Regions from separate parts of the Columba livia genome. Here region 2 is linked to region 1. A link is a contact called in public Hi-C data. All regions are on one chromosome and are shown on one strand. Each heading gives the region's core, a stretch centred on a gene start, on an enhancer-like site or on the middle of the called end of the contact. The rest is flanking DNA. Distances are from core to core; before and after follow the strand shown. Region 1 overlaps EPB41L2 (erythrocyte membrane protein band 4.1 like 2). Region 2 holds the start of AKAP7 (A-kinase anchoring protein 7).

Region 1 (2,711 bases), core at 210-2,709:
AAGTAATTCTTGCTTCCTAAGGGTTGTTTTTCATTGAAGATGAGCATCTATGAAGAGCTTTGAACAGTATGTTAATACCTAGTGCTTTGTCACAGAAGTAGGGATTTTTATTCTAAGAATTCCTATATAGTCTGTTAATCTGGATTACTTTATCCAAGATGGTTTTAGTTGCAATCAGTGTAATTTAATTTATGGTTAATAATATAAACTAGTAACTGAAGAAATTTTAGGAAGTCCTGCTGCCATTTTTTATTTATTTTATACATCCAGATGGGGCTATAAATAATTCCCTTTGTCACAAAAACTGTCCTTTAAAAATCATTGGTCTTGTTCAGTAATAAGGAGATGTATGGATCGCAGTAACCCAACTAATATAATTTTTTTGGCTTTTAGCAGCTTTTGATCACTATTGAAACTTTGCTTGTATGTAACTTACTAAAGCATTGAAAGTGTGCATTGCGTAACTGTGCTTTGATCAAGTCCAAGAAACGTGCCTTGTGTCAAGCCAAGACAGGTTTTAAAATTATGACATGATTGTTAACAAGCTTCAGTTGGGTAATAGAATGCCTTTGGCATAAGGTTTTACTTCACTCAATAAATACGTACCTTAGGGGGACATATTTAATGTCTCGTTAGTTAGCCCTAGATTAAAAGTGAAGCTTTGGTCCTGTGACACAATGGACCTACTGAGTTGCCAGAAGGGGATGGAGAGGTTCTTAGTGTTCAAAGTGCATGTGTGAATATTTGCAGAATTAGAAAATAGATGTGCAGCGCCGAACTGTTACTGGTGCTGTATGTACAAGTGAAAAGAAATGAGAAACTAGTGAGTTTGTATTGGGTTTGGGTTTTTTGTGACTAAAGATGTGATGTTTTTGCATTGTGAACAATCATGGTAAAAATCCTAACAAAAATGTTAAAGTAAAATTTCAAAAATCTTTGTAGAAAACACAGATGCTTTACCTAAATTATTGTCTTTGATTACATTATTTCTATAAAACATCATTAATAATTGTCTACATTGATACTATTCAATCTTCAGTCTTTTAATTCTTTACTAAAAATGGTTCTGAGGCTTAAACTTGAATTTCACCACAGAATACTGAAAAATATTCTTGTATTAGAGTTTGCGTAAGCAACATAGTTTTCCTCAAGAGCTGGCGTGCTGGGAGGAGGACAGATTATGAAAGCAGAGTGAAATCTGTTCTTCCCATCAAAGCCCAGCATTGTATTTAAAGGATAATGAATTTCCAAGAGAGCTAAGCAGATAGATTTTAGCCTACTGACCAGAACAGTTATGTTTCTGCATAGCTCCTGATAGTTACATCTGCTCCTGCATCTGGTATAAAGTGAAAGACCAACTTGTAGTTATTTGATCCGAGATGCTGCATCTTTGCTTCCATGGGTCATCACAAAATCTAATTCCATGTTCACACTGTGGTGTCCCCTTTGGCACTTGCCTATGTTGGTGCAATTTAGGGAGAACTTTGGTATTGGTGTGCACAAGAACTATCCCTACTTGGCTTCTGTGTCAGCTGTCAGATTATTAAATATGGAATTGGCAGATACCAGGCTTTAAGTCTTTAAATCTGATTTTTCCATTGAGTTTAAGCCTACATGACAGCCACAATGAGTAGTTTTTCTGAAGTTAAGCATTAGTTGTTTGCACATTTGGCCCTGTAGTATTGTCTTCACAGAAGCAGTATTTTTCATGGAGCTTGTAATATCGAGAAAGATGCCTTTTTGTAATGCTTCTTGGGTTAGACTATTGTTTCTTGCACAATTAACCACTTAAGGCAGCTATAATATCCCAAAACGCTTGATCCTGTGCTTACAAATTTTAGATGAAAGCAAACAGCTACTGGAAATGATTATTGTTTCATAGGGCTAGTAGGTTTATGGATGAAAATAACCTTCTGTTAAATAATAATGCACAGCATTATTTTTCCTTTGCCTTAAAAATGGAAAGAACAGTCAATGAGGGGCCTTTCATTACAAAAACAAAAGCAAAAAAAATCTTAGTTCCCTTATAGCCTTAAAGTTTTTTATTTGAAGGCACTCCAAAGAAGAATAGCTCTTCAGACATAAGGCACTTTCCTTGGTTTGGTTTCTTTTTTTCTTTTTTCTTTTTTTTTTTTTTTATAGTTAAGTTTGCTTTTGTTGTCGTGTTTTGTCCTACTTTGTTTTACGTTGCGGGTTGCTAGGACCTGGATAAGACCCAGGACGACTTACTGAAACACCAGGCTAGCATTAGTGAGCTCAAGCGCAATTTCATGGAATCCACACCTGAACCACGCCCAAATGAGTGGGAAAAGCGGCGTATCACACCTCTGTCCCTACAGACACAAGGGGTATGTCACTGCAGACACTTCTCCGCATGCATTTCCATACAGCCCTGTATGTGATGTAGTAAACGCAGTTTTTCCTTTAAATGAACACTTTACTTGGCTAATGTAATATTTGTTTATACTAAATATACATTAACTTTTTACCACTTACCATTGGATCTGACTTTAATGTTTGGAATTTTATTCTACAAGAGCAACTGAATGAGGAATCAGTAAAACAAACAAACAAAAAGGAGGTGATGGCAGTATTTTCGTGTGCGTTGGCAGCTTAAATTTCACTCAGACTTATGCAGATTGGAGTTAACTTTTTAGTGAGAGTAGAACTTTTCCCTCAGTTTCCATCTCTATAACTCTTCATAGACAGCT
Region 2 (2,700 bases), core at 51-2,550, 110 kb before region 1:
AATTTCATATACGAACAGGTATCTACATTATTCCCATATTTGTATTTAAGTGGCTGCTGATATTCACCAGTATTTGAGTCATCTGTTCCAGGAGAAAAAAACATCATGATACACCTAGCTCACAAATGAGAGAATACAAAAACAAGGAGCAAGAAAACATATTTGATTACATTATCTTCCCAGCCTTCTTCTCTCATACTTCTAGTTTCACATAATCTTGTATTATTTGACACCTACACATCAGAGATCACAGTGAGATTAGGTGTTCCCTGTTTATATGTTTATATTCATTCTGTGACTCCGTGATATGTTTAGTATGTTTGTGTTCACATGTTTAATAACAAAGGAAACCTTTGGAGACAATTCAACCGAAAGCTGCTGTAGAAATAGATGGTCTTACGCTCCAGGCATTTTGGCACAATACTGGTGCTGACACTACTGTTTACATAGCCAGAAAAATTAAAAATCTTATTTAAAAACGAAACAAACAAAACAAAACAAACACAAAACAGAATTTTGAGTAAAATATATACATATATATATGTAGTAGATTTATTATTCAGCCAGGCCGGATGCTTACACAGACAAGAAGTTTGGGGACAGAGCGAGGCAGGCAGGGTAAATAAAGCCACAAGTCTTTTTAGCAACAGCCCACAATTAAGTCGGATCCTTTTCCCCTACGACCTCCCCAAGCCCTGCTGTGAAACCTCTTTCCATTTAACAGCCGAATGCGTGTTCACAAGCCAGAGCTTTCGCAGCCGCTGTGCGCGCCGTGACCACTCAACGGCCCCCGGGGAGCGGCGCCCCCGCACAGCACGACCGGGGCGCGGCCCCTCGGCAGCGGAGGGCGCCCGGTCCGCGCACAGGACGCTGCGGGGCCTCGGAAGCGCCTGCCCGCATCCCTCCCGCGCAACGCCGCCCCGCCGCCTCCTCACCGTGCTCCAGGGTGGCGCCGGGTGCGCGGGAGGGCTCCCCGACACTCCCGGCTGCTCCCGCCGCCGGCCGCAGCGCCATGAGGCGCGGCAGCGCAGGCACAACCCGCCGGGCGGGGAGGGTGCGGGCCGCCGCCGGCCGCGCCGAGTAAAGCGCGGGGAGAAGCCGGCGGAGCAGCTGCTGCATGCCCGGTGAGGGCGAGCAGGGCTGCCCGCCGGGAGACCGCGGAGAGGGGACCGTCCAGCGCCGCCGCCGTGCCCCCCGGGCACACGGCGGCAAGAGCGCGGGGCGGAGGGGGAACGGGGCCGTGTGCCCGCGGGACTACAGCTCCCAGCGTGCTCTGCGCCCAGCGGCCCGCGCGGGGCATGGCGGGAGGCAGGCGAACGGGGAGACCGCGGCCCGGAGTGCTGCACCTCCCCGTCGTCACTGTCCTCTCGCTTGCGGCAGGGGTTGAGGGGTTTTGGCCGAAATGTGCAAGGCACAGCGAAGGCACCCAGCTGGTGTGCCCTGAAACGTGAGATCCGCGCCTGCACGCGTGGCTTTCACTCAGCGTTTTACCGAAATGTGGCCGCCCGAGCGCTTGTCCCACGGAAAGGCTGTGACTGTGGGTGTCTCCCCCAAATAACCAGCTGTAGCTTAGGAGAGCTGCCAGGAGAACTGTATGCAACCCGGAGCAATGATTCCCTCCGTTTAGCCGCAGTCTGGGAGAGACTCGATGGCCTCACCCTAAACTCCTTCCTTCACGCAGCCCTTGTGCCCTGTAATGCAGACCCAAGCCCCTCTGACTGCGGCACCGAGGCCTCTGCTGCGGCCACACGGTCTCTTACTGGGAATCGGCGTCTGGGGTGTACGGAAGAGGCTGCTCCTCTGAGGCAAGGCATGGGAGATGCTCTTTTCCTGCTTAAATAAGGTTTGGTGCTTCTTGGAAGCCAAATCTGTCACTGGACTCTGAGGGAGAAGCCGAGCCAACTGTTGCGTGGTGCTTTGGAGGCTGGTCTGTGTGTATAGACTAGATCTGAGGGAGCTGATTGTTTACATGCATATAAATATTCCTACTTCCATTTTTAGAGAGAGTAGGAGTAGCAAAGCCAAATAACATAGGATGGTTGTGATAGGGAGGAAGCTGTAAGGTTGCTGGATATTAGAATCTTGAAGATGAGTGAAAGCGAGGCCACTTTCTCTATGTGGCTCCTCTGTGTCTTCCCTTTCTGGGAAATAAAGTCTGTTTGGATATATTTTATCACCGTTTTAACACATTTCGTGCTGTGTTTGCCTTCACTGTCGTTCACACAGTATTTTCACTTGATCAGCATAGTCCTGCAGAGGCCAAAGGCTGGAGCTGACACAGAAGTCCAAAAGATCCAAGAGAAGCTTTCGGATGAGGCTGCTGGCAGTTTTTATTACTATACGCATTTCATCTAAATGTCAGCTGTCATTTGGAGACTAAATACATGATTGGTCATCTCTTCCTAGCCTGTTGGCATTGGCAAGCAAGATACTTCCATAAAATTGGATTCCATAGAGTTACAGATAAAGTACTCAGAGAAGATATTTTAGTATCGTCTTTTTAAAAATATTAATTTAAAACGCAGCTTTGGATCCAAAACTGCACCAAATCACTTCATTATGTATTTTGCAGAAATCATCATCAAGCAAACACTAGAAAGAACATTTCTGTTTGTACAGTGGACAGGGGAGTCCAATGAAATCAGATAAATTGTCATTTCATAGTCCTTTTAACAACTGAAAACACAATGCAGTTTTAGT

The links. Hi-C and Micro-C count contacts between places; a contact is called where the count stands out from the background.
Region 2: a contact with region 1 is called in a Hi-C map of liver, with 3 times the contacts expected there. The contact joins the promoter of AKAP7 here to the enhancer-like site in region 1. A contact is called at or near these places in 2 of 2 Hi-C or Micro-C datasets (crop and liver).

The regions. Positions count from the first base shown.
Region 1 is chr3:58,043,554-58,046,264 of bColLiv1.pat.W.v2, reverse strand. All of the region lies in intron 13 of EPB41L2 (erythrocyte membrane protein band 4.1 like 2), which reads left to right. Among named protein-coding and RNA genes, the nearest start is that of EPB41L2, 83 kb to the left of the region's middle. Within about 2 kb of position 1,459, at least 1 of the 3 cell types and tissues checked has an H3K27ac peak away from gene starts, as active enhancers do.
Region 2 is chr3:58,153,085-58,155,784 of bColLiv1.pat.W.v2, reverse strand. It overlaps AKAP7 (A-kinase anchoring protein 7), which reads right to left and starts at 1,300. Exons shown (of 9, transcript XM_065056989.1): 1 at 1,241-1,300; 2 at 936-1,239. The coding sequence starts at 1,300.